Linked DNA regions of Sus scrofa: region 2 is linked to region 1. Evidence: chromatin contacts called from public Hi-C data. All regions are on one chromosome and are shown on one strand. The core of a region is the stretch at or near the end of the contact, and the rest is flanking DNA. Distances in the headings are between cores, read along the strand shown.

Region 1 (7,069 bases), core at 3,179-5,678:
TGTCTTTTTAGGGCTGCACCCATGGCATACGGAAGTTCCCAGACTAGGGGTCGAATCAGAGCTGTCTGCAGCTGCCAGCCTATGCCACAGCCACAGCAATGTCAGATCTAAGCCGCATCTGCAACCTACACCACATCTCACGGCAGTGCTGGACCCTTAACCTACTGAGTGAGGCCAGGGATAGAACCTGCGTCATCATGGATGCTAGTCAGATTCGTTTCTGCCGAGCCATGATGAGAACTCCAACTATAATTTTTAAAAAAATTTTTTTCTGAGAAAACAGCATGGAAAGTCCTCAAAAAATTCAGAATAGAACTACCATATGATCTGGCTATTTTTCTACTTCTGGGAATTTATCTTAAGACAATGAAAACACTATTTTGAAAGATGTGTGCACCCCTATGTTAACCGCAGCATTATTTACAGTAGCCAAGATATGAGAACAACCTAAGTTGTTTCTGCTCTTCAGAAAGACGTTGTATCTGAGAATTTTGAGTAGAATAATTTAGCCAACTCTGTCATATATATAACATACACGTACACTGTGGAATACTCTGCAGCCATTAAAGGGAGGACATTTTACCATTTGCAGCAATATGGATGGACTTATAAAGGTATTATGCTAAGTGAAATAAGTCAGATAAAGACAAATACCATATGATTTGACTTACATGTGGAATCTGAAAATCAATACAAACAAACAAAACAAAATAAAACTTCATAGATACAGAGAACGGACTGGTGGTTACCAGAGGGGAAGAAGGTCATGGGGGGGGAGGTGAAATGGCTGGAGGGGATCATTTGTACGATGATGGATGCTAACTAAACTTACAGTAATGATCACCTTGTAGTGTTTACAAATAGTGATTTTGATGTATACCTAAAATTTATTTAATATTATGTACCAATTTTACCTCAATTAAAAAAAGAAAAAAAATGTCATTTTTAAAAATTGTAGGCAATATATATCATGTCTTAAAGCAACAGCAGTAGCTTTTAATTCTTTTGGACCATGGCCCACATTAAAAGAAAATGTTTTAAATTGTGCATCAAAATACATAAATCAACACACATATATGATATGTAAAAATATTTCACAAAATAATACCTTATGATTATTACTTGTGATGCTCTCTGGTGTTTCTCATCTAACCTCCCAACAACTCCATGAGGATAGCATTCTTAGCCCTGCTTTGCTGAGGAGGAAAGTGAAGCTTAGTGAGGTTATTATTAGCACCACTCTCTAACCAACTGAGCTAACCCACCAAGCCTAAAGAGGTTAAAGACTTTTCCCACATCAGTAAGTGGCCAAGTTGGTTCCTAACAAAGATCTCTCTGATGCCAACCCGCATATTCCCAACTATAACACATACCATTTCCTAATGGACTTGCTTTGGGGTTTTCATTCAAAGCACTGACCCGTTTGGTCTCACTTTAAGTTAGAAATGTTCAATTAAAGGTGGTAGTAGCATGTGGTAGCAAATAATAAATGTTTACCAGTGGGTGTACATAAGGGAAAAATAAGTCATGATTTTTTAAAATGCAATATCCTAGGCATTTTGTTTGTGTTACTCAACCTAATCCTTCCTACAACTTTCAAATTAGTATCATTTTTTTTTCCCCATCTTACAGATTTGGATGCAGAGATGTTTAGCAACTTTTTTAAGATAAGTATTTCATGTAGCTGTTGGACTGTAAGCTCCCTGAGGATAGAGACTAATTTTCACCTTCCTGCTTCTATCTTCAGTGCCTAACAGTGTATAGTACCTAGTAGGAGATGAATACACATTTCCTAGAGGAATAAAAAAAGGAAATGGCCAAATGTTAAATCCTGATCTGCCCAACTCCCAAATCTAATTCTTTCTACTTCTGAACTCATAATTTATTAAAAACAATTGGTATTTGGGCCATGGTTTTTAATCCCTTATTTACTGAATAACTGGAAGCGTTATGAGCTCTGTTCCAATGTCTGTTTGAAGTTCTAGGTACATAATTAGTTACCGAGTTCCCGTCTCTTGGCCAAATCTATAATTAAGCAAGTTTCACAAGACATAGTTAGACACAGTCCCTGGTTCCCTAAAATGCGTTAACATTCACCCAGAGGACCAGACTTGGAGAAAAACATAGGACTGGAAAATATTTACTATACTCCAGTATCATTGCTCTCCCTTGTCACCATAAGCAATTACAGAACCGGAAAGTGCTTTTTTTTTTTTTTTTAATCTAAACATAAATCTTAACAGACATACATTCTCATAGAGTTTCTTCACAGTGCATTTTAGGAATGAAACAATTTTTGATTCGTTAGCACACAATGATGTTAACATATTACAGTTTCTGTCCAGGAATTGGATAAAGGCAAGAAGTGAAAGACACATCAAGCACGCTGTTCTAGAAGGACACGTGCAGGTGTGCCTGGGAACTTGGCCTGAGTAATGCTTTAAGGCTCAACAAGGCAGGCCCAGTGATCTGTGAATCATCTTTATCTTCTGATAAAGAATGGGCGAATAAAGTCATTTCTCCTTGCCTTTCTCACTCACTCATGTGTTGACCAAAGTTATACTGGCCATGGCTCCAGTCATCCCAGGGCACTTCATAGGGCCTTTTCAGTTGTGTGCTCATCTATGTCGTCATTCCTCCACTTCTTCCAAGTATTTACTAAGAGCTCTCATAGCTCTTAGGGGGCTTGGGAGGAACACAGCACAAGCTTCTAGGCTCTGTGGGCGTTATTGACAATACACCTGGAACTCAGGTGTGACTGTGAGGCCCCTGGCAGCTGAGCTGACGACTTAACTATTATCACCTTCCTTCCTCACCAGCTCCTGAGATCCCTAAAAGTCTTTCTTGTTACTGTGACCTGAGGAGTGTGATTCTCCCTTATGTCCCTCTGCGCGGGGGTCACTGTGACATCAACACAAAGGTGGCTCTCTTGCCTTGACTGAAATTGCACCCATGTTACCATGACTGCATGATTAGAGAGGTGTCAACCCTTTACACATTACTTAGTTGAAGAAGGTGCAGGAGCTGTTCAGCTATGTGGATGATTCTTCTTGCTTCCTTTAGTGAGTTTGGCTACCTCTGTTTCCATTGTGCACTAAATCTACTGATATCATTCAAAATATTTTTTAGCTTCGGGGTAGGACTGGCTCTCCCAGAGTCAAATATTTTCTTTATATTCTCCTTATTTCCTGCTTTGAGTTTCCCTCTATTACATCTGCTCTGGTCAAAATCTTTTTTTTTTTTCTTTTTTGTCTGCCCCACAGCATATGGAGCTCCTGGGCCAGGGATCATATCTGAGCCACAGTTGCAAGCTATGCCACAGCTGTAGCAACACCAGATCCTTAACCCACTGGGCCGAGCTTGGGGCCCAGCACTCCAGAGATGCCACCAATCCCACTGTACCACAGCAGGAACTCCAAAACATTTTTTTTAAAATAGCAGTTTTATTGAGATATAATTCACCTTTGAAAGTGTAAAGTTCATTGTTTTTTTAGTTTATTTGCAGAGTCATACATCACTACTCTCTATTTTCCTTATATTTTTATCACCCCCAAAAGAAATACATACTCGTTAATAGTCATTCTCGAGTCCTCCTTTTCCCCAGACCCTGGCAACCACTAATCCATTTTCTGTTCCATGAATTTGCCTATTTTGGACATTTCATACGAATGGAGCCACACAATATGTGGTCCTTTGTGACTGGCTTCTCTCAATTAGATTCCAGGTTTATCCACGTTGTAACAGGTATCAGTACCTCACTCCTTTTTGACTGGCTAATTGATTGTAGGGATAAACCACATTTTGCTTATTCATTCACCAGTCAGTGGACACTTGGGTTGCCTCTAATTTTGGGCTCTGATGAATAATGAACATTCCTACACAAGTTTTTGTGTGGACATATGTTTTCAATTCTCTGGGATATGTATCTAGAAGTGGCGTTGCTAGGCTGGCTCAGATCTTAAAGAAACATTTTAATGGTCTTCATTCTTATCTCTGTTTCCCAGGGAACAGGTTTCTCTATGGTCATTAAACAAAAGGGAATGACCAGCCGCAGGAACTTCACCAAGTACTGGATACCACACCTGCTTTTCCAAGTCAGATACAACCATCTCCATTCTAAACAGTCTACATCTTTGAAGGACTGTGGCAGACCCAGGCTGGGGATTAGTCACTGGGGTGACTCACAAACAGCAGCTTGCAGCGCCCAGAGGAGGTATGCAAAACTAGCCTTTTCTGCCTAGGCTTTAATCTTAGAAGCAAAGCAACATCGACAGTTATGTCATTCCCTGCTTAGAACTGATTTCCTGGAATCTAGTCTCTCGTGTCATGTCAAGAATCTTAGATTATGATCTCTGGGCTATGCGTAGCATGAAATAAACAGTTTACAACCTTGGAATCCTAAATTGCCCTTTCTCCCCTGTTGTCCACTCTGCAGGCTCCCATTTACAACTGAAGTCTGCCCTCTACTGGTCACAAGCAGCCCAAACCCACACCACAAAGCCACTGAAGAGTTTGCTTCTAAAATCGTTTCTTCTCCAGGAACATTTTGGAAATTGCTACAATTTATTTAGCTAGAGAAATACAAAGAAATGACATCTTCTGAAAAGTGTTCCTCTTTAATTTTTTACTTTTTGATGTTTTTAGGCTTTTTCCTTTTATTTGACAATAGCAGAACTGGATCAGTTTCAGTTATATAGAAATATAACTTTCATTTGTGATAAATAACCATTATTATTATCACACTGCCCAGGCACTTCTGCTCCTATTGACTCATGAGTCACTAAAATGCTTTCGCATGGTAGAAATGGACAAGGGCTGTTCAAGATAGAAGGTACTACAATGTATGGGCTGTCAACCGTCCAGTAGTTTTCCAGTGGTAGTTTGTAGACTGAGTGTGAGTAAAGAAAGACCCAGAGATAGACTCTCCTCAAGCTCTGTAGGGTATCCATTTGCCCTGTTCAAAGGCTATGTGGCATCAGGCATCTGGGGATCCCAAGCAGACATGACAATCCTTTCTTTCTCTTGCTTCCACAAGGAGGGCACTCTGGCCCAGGAAGCAAATGCAGGAGAACATGAAAGGTGAGTGAGAAGGAAGCCAGAGCCTGGGGAGACCACAAGATAGTGTGAGCAAAAGGCTGAACCCATGATGAAAGGAAAAAGCTAGGGGAGGGAAGGTGGGTAAGAGAAAGAAACAGTGGACAAGGGCAGAACAGAGGACTAAAGAAGTGGCTCCATTTTTCCAAGGGCCATTGCTACTTTCTGCAATGCAGGTCACTGTAAGAATCTATTTAGTTTTTAGTTAACAAAAGAAGGGAATCCTTTCTGATGTTCCAGAGTCCTTGACAAGAGATGGTTCGGGTTTTTAGGGGAACAAGGACTCCTTTCTGTGAGCATACATCCTAGCCAGAGGTCTGGAAATCTGCCCCCTCCCTCAAGGTGATCCTCAAATACAGCCAGAGTGGGGGGCCCACTGCCCACCCCAGGGTCACCCTCCCCCAAAGGGTCTGCCTACCCCTGTCAGTCTGCTCCTCAGGGCTGCAGAAGCCTAGGATCAGGGTGGAACAGAGATCCCTGTGTCCTGATCTTGCTCTTCCCCTCCATTTCCCTCTTGCCTCCTCCCTCACCTCTGTCCCTGGTCCTCTGGACTCAAGTTCTCTCCTCCCACGTTGCCCCTCTCTGGACTTTGTGACTCAAAAACTCAAGCACTTTAGGAAAAACAGCGCTCAGTGTATTCTTAGGCGTGGGTGCTGCTGCCCCTTTAAAATCCACCATCGACAGAGTGTGGGGGTTGGGGGGAAGCGGGGAGGAAGAAAGAGAGGCAGGTCTTCTGTCTTTCTTCCCGAGATAAAGGTTATTCTTAGCAGTAAGATCGGCTTGGCATTTGGGGAGATTTGTGTTTCTCTCCTTCCCGTCCCAGGAGTTTTGCACAATGCAATTCCTCTTCTTTGTGCGGGGAAGAAGATGAACAGGGAGAAAGAGAAGGGAAAAAAGAAGGGCGCGCCATCACTGTTGCCCTCGTAGGCATTTCCCAGGACTTACTTTGGAAAGCTGGTCTAGTTGGTCAGAACTGGGCAGGAAAGTGCCCTCACTCCATCCCCAGAAGGTCAGTTTAATTCTAACGGACACTTGAAGTGAGAAGACTAAAGGCCAAATAAACTCCCTAAAGGCCTTTCCACAGCACTTTGTATGTCGCACATGTTCAGCTAGCGTTTGCTCAGCCAGTCTCCCGCTTGCACTCTTATTTGGGCTGGGTCTCCCAGGACAGACTTCGGAGAACTAGGAACTTGAGAAAATAAAAAAAAATAAAAAATAAAATAAAAAAGGAAAACGGTGGGCCAATCTCGAAGAAGACTTACGTAATCTGATCCCACTCTGGAACCAGACGGTGAGATTCTGCAGAGCCGCCAGCAGGGGGAGCTCAGGCAGTGTGTCAGAACGTCGGCACCGAAGTTGCCAGGAGCCAAAACCTCCGGATAAACAAAACAATGAATCTTTGTGGTTTCTCTTAGGTTCTTAATCCTGGGAGGCTCAATCCAGGACGGCCTGATTTTCGTCCTAGGGGAGCCAGCTAGCTTCTCCCAGAACACTAGCTGGGTCTTGGATGTCTTAATAGGTCTCTCTCTCTGTTCTTCCCTCCTCAATTGCTTTCTGTCTTCCTCTATTTTTCATCTATTTTCTCAAACTGTCTATGTATCTCTTTATGTGTATCTCCTTCTGTAATTCCCCTTTCTCTGAATCTGTGTTTCTGTCAGTGTTTCTTTCTTGTTATTTCTCTGTATGGTCCTTGGCTCACTAGCAAATGTTAATGTAAATGGGGATGAACCCACTGCAGACTGAGCTCTGAAAGATTTCAAGATCTGGCAAAAACTAACACTTAAAATAAAATGTAGAATAATTATTCTACACGGGTTCACCACTTAGCTATTGGGTCATGTCGTCTTGTTATATTTCTCCTGTCTCTGTCCTCCTAGCCTGCTGCCCTTGCATCCTGCAGTACTGCCTTGAGCATTGGTTGCTGCCAAGCTGCTGCCCACCTCCCCCTCCCATTGATCTCCAGGGGTCAATGGGA
Region 2 (7,069 bases), core at 3,210-5,709, 330 kb after region 1:
CCTTGGGAAGCAGCCCTCTGCTGCCTCACTGTCCCCGGGGCCCACCCGCACCTCCCCAGGGAGCCAGGAAGTTGGTGAAAGATAAGTGCCAGCATCTCAGAAGCTGCCAGAGCCACAGGGAAATCACCACTAGCTCCACTTTACTTGTTGCTGAGCTGGTTGTTTACAGGCCGTTCCCTGCCCTACCTGCGTGTGCATCTGTGCTCGTGCACGTTTGTGTGCGGGAGTTGGGGCTTATTCGGTACATCTGGTTGGGGGCATTTGGCTCTAAATGTCTCTCTCAGAAGCTGTGTCACGGACTCTTGGAGGCTGCTGACATCTTGTGAATCTCCAGACACTGGACTGGGAGGCCCTCCTGGTAACACTTCTGTTGTCTACAGATATCATAATTTATTCTGCGTGTGGGTTTGTAGTTTCTGCTTGTGCTGTTTGTAAGCTGTCCAAGTGATGCCTTAATAAAAGAAATGGCTCTCACGGCAACTCTCTTCAGAAATTGTAGTTTTGGGGTCGAGGAGGATGGACACAGAGAGGACTGGACCACCCAAAGGGGGAGAAATGCAGCAACCACTAGAGAGTCGCTGCCACCTTATCCTGGGTTCCAAGTGTATCTTCTACCAAACTTCCATTTGTAGCAGATTCTTCTTTGATCTCCCCAGGCAGATTCCTATCCCAGGAACACCTGACCCAGTGGGTAGAGGAACCTCTTGAGACCCTTGACTTTTTCTACCCACTGGGGGTTCTGTGGTTGGGCTTCAGCTCCTTTCCTCCCAGTGTGTCACCACTAGCAGCTACTGTTCAAGCTGTGAAATCTGCAGCTTCTGCAGAAGGACCTGGCGCTCTTTCCAGCCTCTCACCCATTCCCCCTCTGTACTCCCAGTTCCCCCATCCCACCCCTTCCTCATCTCCATCCCTCTTCTATCTAGAATTTCTTTCCCCTCTTTGCACACCTTGTGAATTACTTATCCTTCAAGGCTCAGGTAGAACGGACGTTCTCTCTTCAGCCTTGCCTGAACATCCCCAAATAAGACCGACATCCCCTAGTTAAATGAAGGATGATGTTTGGGGGCTTACTTATGTAGAGGCTTCTGCCATCCATTTTACCTAGAATGATTTTATAACCCTTGCTAGATCTTTGAAAAGATGGAGAATCTACCATCTGTGCATTTTCCTTATTTATCATTTGGTTCAAAAACTATGTGCCAAACACCACAACCGCCTGCCCCAAAATACTGTCTCCAAGTCTGTTGTTTCCTCAGTGCCCCACCCCCATCCCCACCAGCTCCTTCCTACATCTTTTACCCATGACCAGCTGATCCAGTGATGAAATTCTTGAAGGGATGAGTGTGCCATGACTTCTGGCCTGCTCTCGATCGATCGTTACACTCTTGGTTGTTATGCTCTTGAAGAAAGAGCAGAAACTTGGTGCAAAGAAATCCTGGAGAAGTACATATTGCCGCTGCTGCCGTCATCCAGGGTAAGCCTGCCTCTGTTGGTCTGAATGTCTGGCATGGAGCCCAGCCTGATTCTTACCATGTATATGCTGCTCTGCTGATTAAAATTTTGGGATTGGCTGTGTCCATCCTGATCCCAAAGTCTGTCCCTGTCTCTAGCTTGGGTCAAACTCTCTTTCCCTAAAGGATCAACTTAGCTAGAAGCTCAGAAAGGAGAAAAGAGCATCCGACGGAGGAGGCCTGTTTTTAACAAACCATATCACTTCTAAAATGGTAAAGAGAAAAGTCAGTGCAAGTTCCATAAAAATCTCTTGTGCGTCTGTATTTATTTTACTATATTTAGATGTGTCTTCTCCACAGATTGCCAGTTCCTGAAAGCACTGGGTGTGTCTTCTACATCTTTGTATCTTCTAGAGTAGCCATCAGAGAGCTTTGCACAAAGGATGAGTCCAATAAATGTTTAATGGATGGATTTCGGGGCAGATAAGTGGATGAAACAAAGGAAAGGAAGGAAACAAAGAAAGGCAAAGACCCTGTAATGGAGCTAGCAATGCAGCAGAGGGGGAGGCAGAGCCATCTGGCTTCACTGCCTTCCAATGAGTTAAGAGGAAGAAATATCACTAAAAGACCCTGAAGTAACTGAATTCTGAAAATGACAGCACTTTAAGTTTCTTAGAGAGAGGTGAGTTGAGAGTGACAGAGTTAATGGGAAAGAAAGAAGAAGGTTTTTGTGATAAGGTGTTCTCTTAAAGATGTTTTTCTCAAGATTGTAACTAAGTAACAAGCAGTATTAGCAGGAGGACAGTCTGATCATTTTTTCACCATGGCTTTCCTGAGTCCCCTCTTTCAGAGCCCCCAACAAAGCAGTTTCTCTGTTGCCTCCGCCTGCTGCATTTTTCCCAGTAACACCATCTAAGCTCTGTTAAGGTCTAACACATCTTTGGGGCTGAAAGTAGGAGAGAGGTTACTTTCTCATCTCTGGTACCCACTCTGATCTTTCTCCCTGAATTGTATCTGATGTTAGCATCCCCAGCCACACTGCATCTGTGGTTTGTTTGTTTGTTTGTTTGGTCTTTTCTTGCCTTTTCTAGGGCCGCTTCCCGCATCATATGGAGGTTCAAAGGCTAGGGGTCTAATCAGAGCTGTAGTCTCTGGCCTACGCCAGAGCCACAGCAACTCAGGATCCGAGCCGCGTCTGCGACCTACAGCATAGGTCACAGCCACGCCAGATCCCTAACCCCCTGAGCAAGCCAGGGATGGAACCCGCAACCTCATGGTTCCTAGTCAGATTCGTTAACCACTGAGCCACAATGGGAACTCCGACACTGCATTTGAATAAGGGAACACCTTGGGATGTTCAGTTCACTACTGAGGTCACAAAAAGACAGGACATGCCAGTGTCACCACGGACAAGATCTAGGTCAGTGCTTCCCGATCCTTTCCATTCTTTGAGTTACCTTTGCATGTCCTAATATACTAGCAGTCCACATTGGCTTAAAGAATAAGTGCTTGGGAAAAGCCCTGGAAAAGTCTGTAGGTAACTAAGAGAAAAGCAAGAGGGCAGAAAAAAAAGAAGGCAAGGAGGACAAGTCCAAAGAACAGAGGCAGAGAGGGTGGTGTGGTGAAGGAGGGAGGGAGACAAATACAAAAAGCACCTGCTTAGCTTTGTGGACATTGCCTCTCTCCAGTCTGAGCCAAGGGAAGAAGGGCAAGGATACCCTTGCAGAGCCCTTTCTTCATTGTGTACACAACTATTGGTTCATTTCTCTCCTTTCCCCGCTAGACTGAGCTTCTTGAGCCTACAACTTGTTATCATTATCTTGGTGTCTTGAGCACCCAGCACTCTGCCTGGTACATGGGTTGATGCTCAGCAGACATTTGTCAAAAGAAAAAAGAGGAGTGGCCTGGCCAGAACTGTCTCAAGAGGGACCCCAGAGGGGCTGCTCAAAAGAGCTGAGGTCACCTAGGAAGCAGAGCTTACCTATCTGACCATGGACAATAATGTTGATGGGATTCACTGAAGTTTAAATGCTCTGTGATAGTGCCTGGACCCTTTCTCAAAAGAAGGCATTCTAGGTGGGCTCCCTTCCCCACTAATTCTCCTACTAATTTTCCCCATGCAATTCCAGGGCTTAAAGTCACCCATGTGACTATGTAACTTTTAGCAAGTTGCATAACCTCTTTATGGCTCAGTTTCCCCAACTGTAAATTGGGATAATAACACCTACCTCATGTAGTTAGGAGGGTTCAGTGAATTAATATTAATTATTGGTATGAACTATGCCTGGCCCATGGTAAACAGTATATTAGCACTTATCTTATGAAATTGTTTGGCTTTAGATTTAAAAATCCTCTTCATGTTTTCTTGCCTTATACCAAAATCCCCATTCCTGTGTCCAACTTGTTCTTGATGGAAGGGTCTTCTAAACAGATCTGATAACGTAAGGATGGCCCTTTGGTTTGGCCCACTTCTAGGACAACATAATTTTCTCCCTGAACCCCTTCTAGGTCAGACTCACTTCCTGTGGAGGACACATCTCCTTGCAGGATTCATATCTGGGCAGGCCTAGGGAAAGGTGCAACTGAAAAGTCAGGAAATCTGATTTTTTTTTTTTAGGGTGGAGCCAAAAGACAACTAATTTCCTTTACAGAAATATGATGAACTTTATAACAGAGAAGACAAAATATAGGATGCCTATTATCTGCCACTTGATACTTACCTCGTTTAAGACATAATTACCCCCACAAAGTAGTTATATTTCTGTTTTACAGATGAGGAAACTGTACATCGCAGAGGATAGGTAACTTGCCCAAAGTCATACAACTGGTTAGCGGCAGAGCCAGAGTTTGAATTTGATTCCAAAGCCCTTTTTGGACACCTCAATGCTGGTTCTAGAGCATGTGCTACAGGCATGCTACCAGAAGACAGAGGCATTTCAGCCTGACAGGGCAGGCTGAGGTTTTCTTAGGACACCAAGGTTTCCTGAGGAAAAGCAAGCTGGTCTGGTTCTGTAAGCCTATTGCAAAACCCTCTATTGCTGAGTCATTGAACAGTGTCTTGAAGGATGAAAAGGAGCTTTCTAAAGCTACCTGGTCACTCCTGCCCTCTTCAGGAAGTTCAGTGCCAAACATACATGATATTGAAAACAAGCAAGTCCCTTGTTTTGGGGGGGGTTGATTTTTTTGTTGTTTTTTTGTTTTTTCGCTTTTTAGGGCCACTCCTGCGCCATATGGAAGTTCCCAGGCTAGGGGTGGAATGGGAGCTGCAGCTACCACCCTACACCACAGCCACAGCAACACCAGATCTGGGCCATGTCTGCGACCTGCTCCATAGCTCATAGCAACACTGGATCCTTAACCCACTGAGTGAGACCAGGGATCAAACCCACATACTCATGGATACTCATCAGATTCGTTACATTGAGCCACAACAGGAACTCCAAATCAAGTCCCTTGTTTAGAAAGACCCAAACTAGAGCTCCCTGGTGGTGCTGTGTGGCTAAGGCATTGTCACTGCTGTGGCTTGGGTCACCGGTACAGCTTTGATTTGATCCCTGGTCTCAGAACTTATGGATGCCGAAGGCATGGCCCCCCTCCCTTCCCCGCAAAAAAAGGACCAAGCCCAGTCCTCTGATCTGAAATTTCTTCTCAAGTGGCACGCCCTTGAAGTGGCACAAAAAGATGATGTTGCACAAGGGTCCCAGAAGACACTATGATGACTAGAAGCAGTGCAGACCTTGGGGCTCCTGCCGAGACTGGGGGGAGGGCCATGGAATCGCTTCAACCCAAGTTTCCACTTTGCTGAAAAACTTTCATTGCTCCCACTTCCCACAGGATGCACTCTCACCTTGGTTTCGGGCTGGAGGCCCTCCCTCATGAAGCTCTACCGTCCCTCATTCTCAACTTGCCTAAAACTCCCCACCTGGCTCCTACTGAATAGGCTTACTATAGCTTAAGCAGGGCGTGCCAGTGCACACTTCAGGCTCTCACTTTTGTTTGCAGCAGCAGCTCTTCTCTTCTTCCTTCTAACTATACCAGCTTGAAGTGACCTTGCTTTCTTCTGACTAGTTCCAAATAGTTTGAGAAAAAAAAATTTTTTTTTTAGGGCCACACCCACAGCATGTGGAAGTTCCCAGGCTAGGGGGCGAATTGGAGCTACAGCTGCCAGCCACAGCCACAGCCACAGCCACAGCCACAGCCACAGCAACGAAGATCCAGGCCATATCTGCAACCTACACCACAGCTCAGGCAACGCTAGATCCTTAACCCACTGAGCAAGGCCAGGGATCAAACCCACATCTTCATGGATACTAGTCGGATTTGTTTCTGTTGCACCACAACAGAAACTCCCAGGTCTCAGAATTTATTATCTTGGGCTGTTATATAAGTTCTTTATTGTTAACTTCCCACATGCTCATTTCTTGCCTCTCCAACTAGAGGATCAGGAACTGGAGGTCAAAAGCCATGTCTAATTCATCATTGCATGTCCACAGTATCTTGCGTAGTGCCTGCTGCCTCGGAGATCTCAACATTTCTAGGTTTATTTTGAAGACTGACCAACTCTCTGTTTGTTCCCACCTTTCTGTTGTACCAAGTGGCTCTTGAGCAAACAAAAAGGAATTTGGCAGCATTTTTCTTTCAGGCTGTAATTTAAGTTGAGCATTTCAGAGGATTTCTGCTGTCTCATGGGTTGAGAGTCCACTCTATGCAAGGCATTATGATAGGGCTGTAGAGATTAAATGCTGGAAGAAATTAAGCTAACAGGACCCAAGTAGTAAGACCCCCTAAAAGCCTGGATCCAATTTCCCCAACATCCTCAAAACAAACAAATAAAAATCAGCAGTGATGAAAACCACTCCTCTGGATGGTTCCCATCTATGAAACCTACAGGAAGCTGAAGGGTCCTAAAAAAAAGGGAGACCAGGTTGCTTCTGCTGTTGTTGCTACTGCTCCCAGCATAAAATACAGGAAAGAATCAGAAACAGGATACAGGCCTGTCAACACATTCTTCTAATGTCACAAGCAGACACTTTTTCTCTCAGGAAAAGGGGCCCCTGCCAATGGAATGCAGCCAGATGTCTTATTTCCAGCAGTTATCCCTGACACTCTGGAACTTCAGGAGTCTCCTGGTTGGGCCAGAGTGATCTGGGTCCTACATCCAGAATCCACTGCTGTCAGTCCATATCCTAGAAAGGTCTCCTCTCTGAAGCCTTGCCTACAGTTTTCACGATGTCCCAGATCATGGTAGGGTCTTGACACTGGTATTTTAAGTTCTCAAAGTGATTTCATGTGCAGCCAAAGTTGAAAGACCCTGGGCTTTGCTTCTGATCTCCAAGGATATCAGAATGAAGCTTCTGGGTCCTGCCGGCATCTCCATCCCTATGCTTAGCCCACCTCCTGAACTGGAACAATCTTACTTCTTCCTAAATGTAGCCTTCGGGTGTTAGGGAAGGTAGGTGGACTCTAAACATTCTCCTCCCCTGTATCCTCTCATTTCCCTCCCATCATCTCAAATGCAGCTCCTCTTCCTCCTCCTCCTCCGTGAGCCTTTCCACACACCTCAGCCTGATGTGCCCCTTTTCCATGACAGCATTGATCCAACCGCTGCCCAGCACACA

What was found. Hi-C and Micro-C count contacts between places; a contact is called where the count stands out from the background.
Region 2: a Hi-C map of embryonic fibroblasts shows a contact between it and region 1, with 3 times the contacts expected there. The contact joins two enhancer-like sites. A contact is called at or near these places in 4 of 47 Hi-C or Micro-C datasets (embryonic fibroblasts, fibroblasts and omental adipose tissue) and 2 of 2 datasets of contacts at active chromatin or transcription factors (alveolar macrophages and skeletal muscle).

Annotation. Positions count from the first base shown.
Region 1 is chr13:139,745,368-139,752,436 of Sscrofa11.1, forward strand. LOC102162379 (a long non-coding RNA gene) reads left to right here. Exons shown (of 5, transcript XR_001303087.2): 4 at 4,005-4,213; 5 at 4,436-7,069. Among named protein-coding and RNA genes, the nearest start is that of NDUFB4, 18 kb to the left of the region's middle. Within about 2 kb of position 4,429, at least 35 of the 83 cell types and tissues checked have an H3K27ac peak or open chromatin away from gene starts, as enhancers often do. A contact at or near this core is called in alveolar macrophages, embryonic fibroblasts and omental adipose tissue, where this site is marked.
Region 2 is chr13:140,073,697-140,080,765 of Sscrofa11.1, forward strand. It overlaps GPR156 (probable G-protein coupled receptor 156), which reads left to right. Exons shown (of 10, transcript XM_021070315.1): 10 at 1-480. Among named protein-coding and RNA genes, the nearest start is that of GSK3B, 60 kb to the right of the region's middle. Within about 2 kb of position 4,460, at least 9 of the 83 cell types and tissues checked have an H3K27ac peak or open chromatin away from gene starts, as enhancers often do. A contact at or near this core is called in alveolar macrophages, embryonic fibroblasts and omental adipose tissue, where this site is marked.